Regions from separate parts of the Mus musculus genome. Here regions 1 and 2 are each linked to region 3. The links are chromatin contacts, called in public Hi-C and HiChIP or PLAC-seq maps. All regions are on one chromosome and are shown on one strand. The core of a region is the stretch at or near the end of the contact, and the rest is flanking DNA. Distances in the headings are between cores, read along the strand shown. Region 1 holds the start of C920021L13Rik (RIKEN cDNA C920021L13 gene). Region 2 overlaps Rprd2 (regulation of nuclear pre-mRNA domain containing 2). Region 3 overlaps Arnt (aryl hydrocarbon receptor nuclear translocator).

What was found. Hi-C and Micro-C count contacts between places; a contact is called where the count stands out from the background. HiChIP or PLAC-seq counts read pairs in DNA pulled down with a chosen protein or histone mark.
Region 1: an H3K4me3 HiChIP or PLAC-seq map of bone marrow-derived macrophages shows a contact between it and region 3, with 5 times the contacts expected there. The contact joins the promoter of C920021L13Rik here to the enhancer-like site in region 3. A contact is called at or near these places in 3 of 39 promoter capture datasets (the 3T3-L1 cell line, fetal liver and maxillary cranial neural crest), 3 of 115 datasets of contacts at active chromatin or transcription factors (bone marrow-derived macrophages, embryonic limb bud and stem cell-derived neural progenitor cells) and 3 of 9 other capture datasets (liver, macrophages and pancreatic islet).
Region 2: a Hi-C map of bone marrow-derived macrophages shows a contact between it and region 3, with 25 read pairs. The contact joins two enhancer-like sites. A contact is called at or near these places in 2 of 39 promoter capture datasets (embryonic stem cells and neutrophils), 1 of 15 datasets of contacts at CTCF or cohesin (the NIH/3T3 cell line), 24 of 484 Hi-C or Micro-C datasets (B cells, the Ba/F3 cell line, CD8 T cells and 17 more), 3 of 115 datasets of contacts at active chromatin or transcription factors (bone marrow-derived dendritic cells, craniofacial prominence and embryonic stem cells) and 4 of 9 other capture datasets (adipose tissue, embryonic stem cells, liver and 1 more).

Annotation. Positions count from the first base shown.
Region 1 is chr3:95,868,795-95,873,435 of GRCm38.p6, forward strand. C920021L13Rik (RIKEN cDNA C920021L13 gene) reads left to right here and starts at 2,728. Exons shown (of 4, transcript NR_040446.1): 1 at 2,728-2,891. It overlaps Mrps21 (mitochondrial ribosomal protein S21), which reads right to left and starts at 2,720. Exons shown (of 3, transcript NM_001355759.1): 1 at 2,659-2,720; 2 at 1,700-1,821. The coding sequence starts at 1,782.
Region 2 is chr3:95,778,810-95,783,375 of GRCm38.p6, forward strand. Rprd2 (regulation of nuclear pre-mRNA domain containing 2) reads right to left here. Exons shown (of 11, transcript NM_001368178.1): 7 at 1,606-1,781. Among named protein-coding and RNA genes, the nearest start is that of Gm26361, 16 kb to the right of the region's middle. Within about 2 kb of position 1,657, at least 4 of the 459 cell types and tissues checked have an H3K27ac peak or open chromatin away from gene starts, as enhancers often do. A contact at or near this core is called in bone marrow-derived macrophages, where this site is marked.
Region 3 is chr3:95,475,891-95,480,764 of GRCm38.p6, forward strand. Arnt (aryl hydrocarbon receptor nuclear translocator) reads left to right here. Exons shown (of 22, transcript NM_001037737.2): 8 at 190-292; 9 at 4,305-4,370; 10 at 4,864-4,874. Among named protein-coding and RNA genes, the nearest start is that of Ctsk, 21 kb to the right of the region's middle. Within about 2 kb of position 3,516, at least 4 of the 459 cell types and tissues checked have an H3K27ac peak or open chromatin away from gene starts, as enhancers often do. A contact at or near this core is called in bone marrow-derived macrophages, where this site is marked.

The DNA of each region.
Region 1 (4,641 bases), core at 1,478-3,977, 390 kb after region 3:
GCAAAACAATCTTCATGCTAAAATAAAGCTTATTATGTCTTTCGGCCTGATGGCCAAGGAAATAAGAGAAAAAGTGACAAGCTAAAAAGAGGAGCCCAGCGGCACACATGCCAGCACTCAGGAAGCACAGTGGGCAAAGCTCTATAAGCTCCAGGCCAACCCGGCTGCACAGCAGCTCCAGACCAGCCAGAGCTGCACAGTGAGACCCCTCTCAACAAACAAACAAACACACCACAGCCAAACCAAACAAAGCAAGAGCTGGAAAGACCTCACTGGCTACAAGGGCACCTCTCTCTCTTCCAGCACCCAGGTCAGTGGCTCACAACTTCCAGAACTCCAGCTCCAAGCAGGCCAATGCTTCTAGCCTCTGGCAACCTGCACTCAAGTGCACATGCCCACATACACACACATCATTAGAGATGAAATAAAAAGGCATGCCAGGCTACGGAAGCCTAAAAGAACTAGAGTGGTACAGTATCATCTGGACGGACTAGTCTCCACCCACAATGTAGTGTCCAGACAGTTCTCCACGGAGCCTCTCCTCTCCAGCCGTGTCACTGTGTTTAAGTGGAGGTGTAGGTTTGTTTCTGTCACATGTGTGACCTGCAGAGGGCAGGCAGGAGAGTGTACTGGATCCCTAACATCAGTTGTTGGTACTGGGAACCAAACTTGGGTCCTCTGCAAGAACTGCAAGCATTCCTGATCACTGAGCCATCTCTCCAGCCCCTAGCTCTATGTGTCTGCTTATGCTATAACTCTTTGGAACCTGAAATGCCTTCTCATCCATGACTTATTTCTTCAAGAGCACAATTAGAATCCATCTTTGCTAGCCAGGCACGTAAACAATATCAAACACACGATCAACCTCAGCATCTGGGAGACGGAGGCAGGAGGATCAGGAATCAAGGTAATCCTTGGCTACACTGCCCATTCTAGGCCAGCCTGAGCTACATGAGATGAACAAAAATCACAGAGGAATTAATCCTCTCTAGTAGCCTTATTCCACAGATACTGGCTCAGCTGAAATGCACCATGCCTCTGCTTCTTGTTTCTCATTCCCCTCCCAGACTTTTTTTTTTTTTTTTTTTTTTTTTTGACATGAGGAGGGGTCATCTGAGACTGAGTCTAGTCACCATCATCTAAATTATTCTCAAATTCTTCCTGTCTCTACCTCCCAGGTGCTGGGATTACAGTGTGCCCAGCAGTTTTTCGGGGTCTTTGGATAGAACTCAGATTTATCATCAAGGGATGATAGCTGCTTGTTGGATAAGCTCCATCGAGCTGAATTTGGAGAACTTCATTTTTAGGATAATAAACTGAAGGGATAAGAAGTGTCCAGAGGGGCTGGAGAGATGACTCAGTAGTTAAGAGCACTGGCTGCTCTTCCAGAGGCCTTGAGTTCAATTCCCAGCTACCACATGGTGACTCACAACCATCTGTACTGAGATCTGGTGCCCTCTTCTGATATGCAGGCATACATGCAGGTAGAACACTGTATGCACAATAAATAAATTTAAAAGAAGAAGAGGAGGAAGAAGAAAGAGGAGGAGGAGGAGGAAAAAAGGAGGAGGTGGAGGTGGTGGTATTCAGAGCCTACACAGAGCTGGCACCAGTGGTAGGCTTTATGAGGTGGTAGGCTGGGTGCAGGATCACCTCACATTTCCCACGGCTGGTCCAGGCAAGACTCGACTCATTTTACCTGTTCAGGGTCCGGTAGGCACCTTCCACGTTCCCCTCCTGAACCATCACTGTCCTGGCAATGAACTTCAGATGTTTAGCCATGGCCTCGTATTTAAATCTTCATTCTTCCGGGACTACAGACTGGACATCGAGCATGGAAACCAGAGACTCAATGTAAGAGAACAAAGCCCAACAGAGTCACAACTTACCATAGGTAGTTTTTATTTAATTTAGCAACAGAACCAGCTTGAGATCCACAGAACTGGGCTGGAGGAATTCTCCATATCTTAGTAAGTACAAGTAAGTCTGGAGAGATGGCTCAGTAGTTAAGAGGATCCAAGTTCGATTCCCAGTACCCACAGGGTGGCTCACAACACATACAGTCCCAGGGAATCCAACACCCTCTTCTGACCTCTGTGATGCACAGACATACATGCAAGTAAAACACTCACACACATAAAATATAAATAACTTTTTTTTTTAATGAAAAAGTACAAGCAAATTGTTAGCAACATTTCTTTCACTACGCAGTGATATGGCTTAGCAGGTAAAGGCGCTTGCCACCAAGCCTGATGACCCGAGTTAGAGCCCTGGATCCTTACGGTGGAAAGAGAGGACAGACTCCTGCAAGCTGTCCTGACTTTCGCCCCTCCCAACCCCCCGGTCACACCAAGAAATAATTAAAAGATAATTGCCGGGCAGTGGTGGCCCACGCCTTTTATCCCAGCACTTGAGAGGCAGAGGCAGGCGGAACTCTTGAGTTCGAGGCCAGCCTCGTCTACAGAGCCAGTTTCAGGGCAGCCAGGGCTACATAAAAACACTCTCGAAAAAGCAAAGCAAAGCAAACCAAAAAATAGGTTTCCGCTGAGAGTTAGAAAGAACTCTTCGTCCGCCTCTAGGCACCACGCGAAATCTTGCCCTCCCGCCATACTCGCTTTGCAGCTCAGTGAACCCCCCCACACCCCTCGAGCTCCCTACCTGGGGCCTCTGAATTCGGACTCCGGGTCTCTGCGGACCGGAAGCGGAAGCTACGGAGTCCCGCGACGGGAGGAAGCTACGCTGCAGGGCTCAGCCGACTGCAGCTCCGCTTACCGTCTGACCTTGCGAAGGTTCGGTGCTGAGCGCAGGCGCTGGACTTTCCGCCTGACAGTCAAAGGAACAGCGTCCTCACCTTCCTATGGAGGAGTCGCGGTCGTCGGGTCTGCGAGAAGGTCAGCCCGATCCGTAGCTCTAATCCTGTTAAACTTTTACTAGATTTGAGCGATTTCGTTTTCTGGATGGGAAATGGGAAGCGTCCTGAGAATATTTTCTATTTAAAAAGGACAGATCTGCTCACCGGGTGAAAAAAATGGCTCCACACCCCCTAATCTGCCTAAAAGTTAAGAAAAGAAATTACATACTGTGAGTTTCCCATTGCATCAGCTACCTAAGCCATTTCATTAAATAAAGTAGAATCAAAAAGAAACAAATGGGAAACGCCTGCAGAATTTTAAATCAAAATATTGTTGTTTTAATGCCAACTTTGCCATTTGTTGCCTTGTAAGATCTAGTAGAATTTTTTTTTCTTCCATACGTCTGGACAACCCTATGTGTATGTTATCCCCACATCTCCATATATGGTTATTTACATGGGTTTAGAAGTATCCATATACAGAAAAACCTACCCACAACACACACAGATGCACCCTCATCTGTTACTTCTTTAAGGGATTTGCTTTTATTTTGTGTGTGTGTACGTGTGCCTGCGTGTATGTATGTGCACCGTGTGCGTGCGTGCGTGCAGGAGCTCAAGAAGGATTGGAGAGGTGTTGGGGCCCTGGAACTGGAGTTAATAGGAGGCTCTGAGCTGCCATGTGGGTACTGGGAACAGAACCTGGGTTCTCTGCAAGAGCAATTAATTTTCTTAACCACCGGGCCATCTGGCCAGGTCATTATCAGTTAATAGGTATTCACACAAAATTTAAGCCTGCCTCGTAGTAAGCCAAATCCAAAGTCCCAAACTGAAGCTAGACACCTTTGTGCTTGTCAGCAAACCTAATTGAATGACTGTCCTCTGCTAAGCACTGCTGATACTATTCCAGTGTCTCTTGTACAACTGACAGTATGTAGACACAATTTTAGGCCCAGTCGCATATAATAAGTGCAAAATTAATTCTATGGACAGTACGTAATCCGTTAGAAAGGAGTTCTAGCTTCAGATTCTAAGCATCAGCAGACGTATGACTTTGAACAAGTTACTCAGACTAGGGGTCTGCACTTTTTGTCTAAATAAAAATATTGGAATACTACCATGTTTATTTGTTGATATTATACGGCTCTCTTGGGCTATAGTGGTAGACTTGGGTAGAAGAAATGGAGATCTGTGACCTACAAATACTTATAATCTAGATCTTGCTAAACATGAACTTTCAATCTGGCTTCTTATTTGTAAAATGATGCTAACATCTACTCTGTTGGTCTCACAAAATTGGTCATAAGAATCGAATGGGCTCACAGTCAGCTATTGGATGGATCACAGAGCCCCCAATGGAGGAGCTAGAGAAAGTACCCAAGGAGCTAAAGGGATCTGCAACCCTATAGGTGGAACAACAATATGAACTAACCAGTACCCCCAGAACTCGTGTCTCTACCTGCATATGTAGCAGAAGATGGCCTAGTCGGCCATCATTGGGAAGAGAGGCCCCTTGATATTGCAAACTTTATAAGCCCCAGTACAGGGGAACAGCAGGGCCAAGAAGTGGGAGTGGGTGGGTAGGGGAGTGGAGAGGGGAGGGTATGGGGAACTTTTGGGATAGCATTTGAAGTGTAAATGAAGAAAATACCTAATTAAAATATATATTTAAAAAAAGAATCGAATGGGATATAATGTAAGATAATTCATTAATTTTTGTTTTAATTTTAAGGTTTATTTTATTATTATATGTGTATGAGTATTTTGCTTACATGTATGTGTGTGCCTAC
Region 2 (4,566 bases), core at 407-2,906, 300 kb after region 3:
ATCTAAAACAGCTATGGCTACACAGAGAAACCCTCACCCTTATCTCCCCCACCTTTCTCTCGTTTGTGCACGCACGCACGTATACACACATACACACACACACACACACACACACACACACACACACACACACACACACAAAACACCAAAAGAACCTAGACAGATGGAACTCAGAAGTAGGGGAGATGTCTCACTGGGCTCAATGTTTGCATTTAAGCCTCAGGACCTGGGTTCAGACACTTAATACCCATTTAGAGATTTGTGTGGTGGCACTGACACAGCGTCGTGGATGGAAGGATCAGGACAGGACAGGAAGACCCCCCCAAGGACTTGCTGGTGAGCAAGTCTAGCTGAAACAGTCATATCCATGTGCAGTGAAAGATCGAACCTGTTTCAAATAAAGAGGCCCGAGAGGACCCAGGTTCACTCAGAACCCACAGTATGCACGTGGTGCAGACATGCATGTAGACAAAACACCCATACACATAAAATTAAAATAAATAAATCTTTGGGGGGAAAAAAGAGAAGACACCTGAAGTCAACAATCTCCGGCGTCCCCTGTGCACACCCAGGCACTGCACATGCACACGCCTTCTTATATAACACACGCAACGACCACTATCAACATCTATCTGGATGTACTAGAAACTGCCGGCACCAGCAGAAAGACCATGAGGAAAGCTGGTTGATGTCAGTAGTGTTCTTTTCTCTGAGGTTTGGCTTTTGGGGAGCAGTGTAAAAACTTGAGTATCCAAAACAGAAGACAGAAAATGTAAAGTACACTAATGAGCAGGGCTTTTAGCAGTCTTTTTAGTATAAGGAGTCAAAGTTAGAAACTCAAATGGCTGAGATTTTGACAAGAGGAAGGCAGAACTGACTTAGCCACTTTTTGTTTGTTGTTACAGTTTTCTCCTTCATGATATTTTCTGAGAGTCCAGGAAGCGCAGCAGATAAAGGTACTTGTTGCCAACTGCTTCTTGAAATCCAAGGGTACAAGAGAACTGACTCCCAAAGGTCATGCTCTGATGTACACATGTGCCATAGGATATGTTCCTACCCACTCTCTCTCATACATGCCATCCAATAAGAATAAAATTTAAAAGTGTGTCTTAATCAGGGTTTCTATTCCTGCACAAACATCATGACCAAGAAGCAGTTGGGAAGGAAAGGGTTTATTTGGCTTACACTTCCACACTGCTGTTCATCACTGAAGGATGTCAGGACTGGAACTCAAGCAGGTCAGGAAGCAGGAGCTGATGCAGAGGCCATGGAGGGATGCTCTTTACTGGCTTGCTTCCCCTGGCTTGCTCAGCCTGCTCTCTTATAGAACCCAAGACTAACAGCCCAGAGATGGTCCCACCCACAAGGGGCCTTTCCCCCTTGATCACTGATTGAGAAAATGCCTTACAGCTGGATCTCATGGAGGCATCTCCCCAACTGAAGCTCCTTTCTCTGTGATAACTCCAGCCTGTGTCAAGTTGACACCCAAAACCAGCCAGTACAAAGTGTTGTGTGTGTGTGTGTGTTTATATATACACATATAAAAATATATATGTATGTGTAAGCAATGTAAGCATTAAAAATGAAACAGCCAGAATTACTTACGTTAGCGACCACTTTCACTTCCTTGTACTGTGCTTCATAGAAAATTCCAGCGTTCTCTAATGCTTCTGTTAGTGAGGGCCCATTTTTCACCTGTTTATCTAATCCATTCACAAACTCCTCTAGCTTGGAACTTGCTTCTTCAAATTCTTTGGAGAACTTCTTTCCACCTGTTTTATCTGAAATAATGAAGAAAGTATTTATATCATGATTAGAAGGAAGGGGCTGGAGGCATCATGTCAGGCCAGGAAGGTGGCAAAAAGAAGCCCTTGAAATTATTCTAATAATGTGCAATTAGTTTTGGTTTAAGCCCAAGAACAGGCCAAGGAGATGGACGAGGAAGATAAGGCTTTCAGGCAGAAACAAAAGGAGGAGCAGAAGAAACTAGAGCAGCTAAAAGCCAAGGCCGCAGGGAAGGGCCCCCTGGCCACAGGTGGAATTAAGAAATGTGGCAAAAAGTAAGCTATTCCTCACATCTGGGGTGATGGTGACCCTCCTCTTCCATTCCTATTTAAACATCTGGATTCCCTGCCATAACATCTTTGCCACTAATAGCTAGAATGGAGTGTTATCTTGGAGCCTGTTGTACATTGTAATAAATTTTTGTTAAAAAAAAATGAATAAAGTGACTAACGCAATGGCTCATTGTCTCCAGTATTCAGCAAGTCCTACCTCAGCTGTGAATTTAAAGTGAACCCAGTCTGGAATCCCACTGGAGCCTACTGTTCCATCTTCATTGTACTCTGAATTCTGTACCACTTTGAATTAAACCAACTCACTTAAAAGCCAAAACAAAACAAAACAAAAACCTTTGAGTGAAATTTCTTTCCATGCCACAGTTCTTACTATTCTGTGACACTTTTCTTATTGCCTTGGTGTGCAATTATTTTTGTTTTAAGAGAGTGACCATGTAGAGCAACCATGTCTTAAACTCATATGTATGAGGCCCATGATGGCCTCAAATTCAAGATCCTCTGCCGCAGCTTCCCAAATGCCGAGAACACTAGCCTGTGCCAGCACATGTTTTCCAGCGTGTAATCTTTCTTGCCTAAACTTTTATTGAGATAGAGTTTCAAGAAGTTGCTCAGGTTGTCCTTTAACTCCTCCTGAGTGGTTAATATTATAGATTTGTGCCACCAGACTATAAACCAAATCTCCCCACCACAACCCCATCACACTCTGCACAGACCGACAGAAACAGTTCCACGTGAATTCGTGAGAGTGAATGAGGTGTCTGTAATTAAGACAAAGCTTAGCTGAACTTTTTTTTTTAACTTTTTATTTTATTTTATGTGTATGAGCACATGAGAAACTGGAATTACAGCCAGTTGTGGTGAGTCACGCAGCATGGGTGCTGGGAACTGAACCCAGGTCCTTTGGAAGGACAGCAAATATTCTTAAGCACTGGCCCTCTCTGTCCCACATCCTTCATTGTGCAAACATTCTCCATACCCTCCTCAGGAAGATCAGGACAAAGGCCCACCCTTCTCACTGCACTGCAGTGCAGAATAGTCTACAATATGTCTCTTCCATGGAAACCAAGCTTCAGAGAAGTTAAGTCAACTCTGGGGCATCAGACAAAAGTTCTTCACTCTTCTCTGCAAAGTGTCCTTAAAGTCCAGCACATGTTCCTTTCCTCGTGTGTGCTGACCTGCATGAGCCCTCGGCTCTCCCCTGGGATCACAGCTTTGTAGGATGCTTCTGCATAGTGATTAGGATTGGATTAGACACCTTACGTTCAATTTAGTGTGGAGCAGAGGACAGGGATAATGCTGAAGTCACTCAAGTGTATTATCACTTACTTCTGCTCTGCCAAGATATTTTGTTCACACTGAATCGACACACCCTTAGAAACATTACAAAATAAAGGCCCAGGCATCGTGATCTTTGGTGATTATGTGCATTAGCAGATCTACGTCCCTGTGGTAAAGCAGGAACAGAGCTAGAAGCATCGTTTGTGTCAATGTGAACTGTTTATAAATGGTGTGTGTATGTGTTGGCTGCCACACACACCTTCCCTTCCCTCATGAGCTGTTAAACACAGCTATCCAGTTTAGGATACAGTCTTAGCCAAGTCTAACTTCATATAGATACTGTAAATGTTGTCTGAAGCAAAATGAGAATATTAAACAAATACCACAACCCTCACTAACAGCATTATGACTTTGCTATAAAGTGTAGATTTTAATCTTTGGAAAAAAAGAGCTCATGACCATTTTGTATGGCTTATCTAGAAACGTCTATAAATCTCATGTTCTAGTAAAATATTCTGTAATTCTACAAATAACTAAGTAAAATTAAAGCATGGTACAGGAGTAAAACAGATACAAAAGTGAACAGCTAATCACCACTTACTCATTCTAAAGACCCACACCAAATACCCCTTGCACTTGCTCAAGCATTAGAGTAACAGATAATCTCTGACTGCAAGACTCTTAGATTCTAATAAATTACGAGTATAATTATAACTATTGGGCTGGTGAGGTGGCTCAGCACTGACTGCTGAGGGTCCTGAGTTCAAATCCCAGCAACCACATGGTGGCTCACAACCATCCATAATGAGACCTGATGCCCTCTTCTGGTGTGTCTGAAGACAGCTACAGTGTGCTTACATATAATAATAAATAAATCTTTAAAAAAATAATTTTAACTATTATAATGTGAACAAGGAGAGAAATTTAAACTTGACTCTACAAGATGATAGTGTGACTGTACTAAAGAACAAAACCAATGAACCACAAAGAGAAAGAACAGCTGATAGTTGATAATTCAATACAGCAAGAAAGTGAGAATAAGAATGTGTATATGAAGCCAGGTGTAGTTGTGCACAGGAGGCAGAGGCAGGTAGTAGATCTTTGTGAGTTCAAGACTAGTCTGGCTGGGCGGTGGTGGCACACGCCTTTAGTTCCAGCATTTGGGAGGCAGAGGCAGGCGAATTTCTGAGTTTGAGGCCAGCCTGGTCTA
Region 3 (4,874 bases), core at 2,266-4,765:
GTGCCGTTTTGGAGCTAATAGTGAGATTCCTAGATGAGGACGCAAGTAGTTTAGGCTTCAAGAATAAAGCATCTCTGTCATAAACACGGAATCTGGAAGGCTTGGCTGGACCCAAGCTTTGCCGCGGTGTCTCCTTCCTTTCCCATCCACAAGAAGTAACTTGAGATTGCTCTCTACCTCCTTGACCAGGGCGGGTCCTGGATCTGAAGACTGGAACAGTGAAAAAGGAAGGCCAGCAGTCTTCCATGAGGATGTGCATGGGCTCACGAAGGTCGTTCATCTGCCGCATGAGGTGTGGTGCTTGGGATTGTGTTGGGTGGGAATAAGAGCAGCTAAGGCTTCCATTTCTGTCAGAGGCATTAGTTAGTATCTAGTATCTAGAGCTACGTTCCTTGCCACAGTTGGATTACATTTAACTTTCAAGAACCAGTTGTTTTACCATACTTATAATATGTAAGAGAATAACAGTGAATTACAGTTAAGGCACAGTTGGTAGGTCCTTTGTGTTGACTTCTTACTTCTGTCTTAGCTTCACTACTGTTCATAGGGTAAGAGTCAACGTTCATTATTTTGTTCAGGGGCTAGAGAGATGGCTCAGCAGTTAAGAGCACCTTTTGCTCTTCCAGACGACCTCAGTTTGAATTCCAACACCACATGGCAGCTCACAACATCTGTAACTCCAGTTCCAGGGGAATCTGATTTCTCTCTTCTCGATTCTGTGGGCATCAGGCATGCATGTGGTGCACAGTCATGCAGGCAAAAACCCATACGCATTAAAAATGTTTTAACTGGATTTAAGATGTGGGAGAGTTGTCTTACTAGTTAAGAGCACTTGTTTTGTTCGTCTAAAGGACTTAGGTTTCTTTTGTAGTACCCATGTGGTGGCTCACAGCCACTTGTGGCTCCAGTTCTAAGGGGTCTGATATCCTCTTGGGCCAGCAGGCCATATACATGGTGCATATATTTGCATGCAGGCAAAACATTCATACACATAAAATAAAAATAAATCTTTTTTTCCTTTTTAAAGTGAATGCAGAAATTGGAGAGATAGCCCAGTACTAAGTGTGTGATGCACAAACATGAAGAACCTGAGCTCAATCCCCAGCACCTATGGAAAGTTAGATAGTCCCATTTCTGGAGAGGCCTAGCCAAATTAATGAGCCTCAGGTCCTAGTGAGAGACCCTGTCTCAAAATTCAGGGTAGGAGGGGCTGGAGAGATGGCTCAGCAGTTAAGAATAATAGCTGCTCTTCCAGAGGACTGGCTCAATTCCCAGCATCTGCATGGTTGCTCACAGCCATCTATGACCCCAGTTCCAGGGCATCGGATACCTTTTTCTGGTTCCTGTGTATCCAGGCGTGCACGTAATGCACTTAGAGACAGGTAGAGCATTAATACACATTTCAAAAGAATTACGATGGAGAGCTCTTGAGGAACTACATGTGAGGCTTGTCTCTGGCCTCCGCATGCCTGTGCGTGTACAGCATGAACATATACATACATATACATGGATCAAGAAACCGGCTGCAGAGATGGCTATGCAGGGATAAGAGATTATATTGCTCTTGCAGAGGACTAGCTGGGGTTAGTTTCCCAGCATTCTTATCAGATAGCTTGTAACCATCTGTGCTTCTAGCTGCAAGGAGATTCAAAGCCTCCAGCCTCCACAGGTAGCTCAACATGCACATACTCCCCTCCTTTTCCATGCATACAGCTAAATAAAATAAATCTTACAAAACAGAACAGATGTGCTAGAAAGATGGCTCATCAGTTAAGGGCCCTAACTGCTCTTCTAGAAGTCCTGGGTTCAAATCCCATCACCTAATGGCAGCTCGAAACTGTAACTACAAGATCTGACGCTTTGACACTGACATACATGCAGGCAAAACACCAATGCATATAAAGTAAAAACAATAGACAAACCGAGTGTGACATTGCTTGTCTTAAATCATAGTGCTCAGGAGGCAGAGGCCGGCATATGTGAGTGAAGCATTAGGTTCTCGAGATCACGAGACTGATAGAGAATCTTGTTTTAGTTCATAGCAGCAGAACTCCACCATTGATGTGTATTCAGACTTAAAACTCAAGACTGACCTGCTTCATCATCCAAGTGCTGAGATTATAGGCGGTTTTTGTTTGTTTTGTTTTTCAGATTAAAAAAAATTATGTGTGCATGATATATGTGGATGTGGACTCGTGTGTGGTGTTTGGGGTGCAAGTTGTTGGTTCTTTCCTACAACACTGTGGGTTGAGGTAATCAAATTTAGGTCATGAGGCTTGTCACAAGCACCTTTACCTGATGGCCAATCTCCCTGGCTACGTTAAAAAAAAAAAAAAAAAAAAAGAGTTTCTGGCAGAGGTACAAAATTGACTATTCCATAGTTTAATAGTTTAGAGGAGCCGCTGGAATCAGGCTACTCTGGTTTATTTTGAGGGGGTGGGGTCTTATTATGTTGTCCAGGCTCATTTAAAGATCCTCGGCTCAAGTTATCCTCCATTTGAGTTTCCTAAGTAGCTTGGGTCTACAGAAGGTATATCACTGTAGTTGACTGAATGTTGGTATTTGTTTAGGGATGGGGTCTCACTGTGTACCCCTGGCTGTTCTAGAATTGGCTATGTAGGACAGGCTGACCTTGAAATCACAGAGACCTGTCTGACTGCCTCCCAAGTAAGTTGTTTGAATCCATAGTATTCCCTGGATTTGAATTCTAATTTGATACTATAAGACTTGTGTTGCTTTGATGTCATCATCCACTATTGGAGGTGAGACTGTCAAACGTAAAACATTGTTATCAGGATTAGCTCGATTGATAGTATGAAAATACTTTAAAAAGAACGTTGAGGCAGGAGGATTCCTACAAGGCCAGTATGGCCTATATAGCAAGTTCTGGATCTCCTGGGCTATATAGTGAAACCTTGTCTCAAACAATCAATCTAGATTTGGTGGTGCATGCCTGTAATCCCAGAACCTTGGAGGCTAAGGTAGGAAGATCATGAATTCCAGGCTAGAATGAACTACATAGTAAGACCTTATCTCTAAAAAAAAAAAAAAAATAGAGAAAGAATAGAAGTAGGATTGGAGGGCGTATCTTGTGGACATGGTAAGCCTGGAGTAAGGTGAATAATAATGAAATATAGCACACAGAGATGATATGCTTAGAGCAGAAGTCAGAGAACAGAAGTTCTTATTTGTGACTAAAGCTTCATTGCACCATAGCTCTTCCTGTGTGAACACTTGTCATCTTTGGCTGCTTTTATGCTTGATTGCTCAGAATTGTCTAGTTAAAAGACTGTGTGACCATCAGACTAAAACCACTTACTGTCTAGTCATTCACAGAAAACAGTAAAACAGTCACCAACTCCTGATGTAAAAAGATGGCATTTGAAGAGTGTATGCAATTGTTTTAGTTGGAGTTTTAGGCCAATTAAAAGTTTTAAAGGAGTCCAAACCTTTCATCTTTGCTCCTCTTGAGGCTAAGGAAAGAGGATCTCAATCAAGATCAAGGCCAGTGTGGGCAACTTGGTGAGCTCCAGTCCAAAGTTAGGGAAATAAAACATAAAAGGAGGACTTACTGCTCGGAGGCCAGAGGCTCGCCTGGCAAGCACAGAAACAGCTCAATACTCAGTTTTTAAGTAATCTACTAACTCTGTTGGCCTGGTGGTACTTTCTATATCTCATTACTTGGGACTTAAAGGCAAGCAGACAGTTTGTGTTCATTCTGTGTTGTATGAGATCCTGTTTCAAAAAGTGGTCTGGGTTGGAAACCAGAGATAGATAGCTTAGTGTAAGGAAACTTGGCAGAAAGCCTGATAATACACGGTTGATTACTGGAACCTACATAGGGCATGCACAGAGACAGAGACAGAGAGAGAGACCGACAGACAGACAGACAGACAGACAGACAGACAGACAGACAGACAGACACACAATCAGCCAGGGTCGGGAATATAATATGGCTTGGTTGGTAGAGTGCTTGTCTAAAATGCATGGAGTCATGGGTTCAATACCTAACACCGACTGGTATGTTGATACCTGCCTGTAGTGCCATCACTCAGGTGCTGTTGATCAAAGGGTCAGAAGTTCAAGGTCTTCCCTGGCCACATAGAAAGTTTCAAACCAGCCTAAGCCTGAAGGTGCTGCCTCAAATTAAACAAAACAACAAGCAAACAAAATAATAGAAGGTTTTTCCATCTCAGCCTGACTTTTCTTGTTACTTACTAGTTTTCAGTGTGTAGTTGGATCTTCTTATTCTGTTGTTACTGTTTCCCATAGCCCAGCAATTTGCATCTTCTGTTTGTTGACAGGTGTGGTACTAGCTCCGTGGACCCTGTTTCCATGAATAGACTGAGCTTTTTGAGGAACAGATGCAGGTAAGATCTTAGGCAGTGGAGATCAAGAGATGGGATTTTTACCTTCTCTACTGGCTCTCACCTTCTTTTACCTCACGGTCACTTACCGTCTCACAATGTGTTTCTGAACTTACTGAATAGATCAATCCATCCATCAATTGATTGACTGATTGGTTTTTCTGTGACAGGGTTTCTCTGTGTAGCCCTGGCTGTCCTGAAACTTAATCTGTAGACCAGGCTGGTCTTGAACTCAGAGATCTTGAGTGCTGGGATCAAAGGCATGCACCACCCTGCCTGTATTGTTTCTGAACTTTAAAAGCTTCTCTTGTTCAAGGAAGTTGCTTACTATGTTACCTATTTTTCTTGTGTGTTTTATTTCAACAAGGGCTGGTGCAGCATCCACACACGTACCAGTAATAAATGGATAAATAAATAAATAAATAAATAAATAAATGCTTTTAAAACACAGGTTTCCTTTGTAGAATTTCACCCCGGATTCCTATACCTTTTCTAGGAATGGGCTTG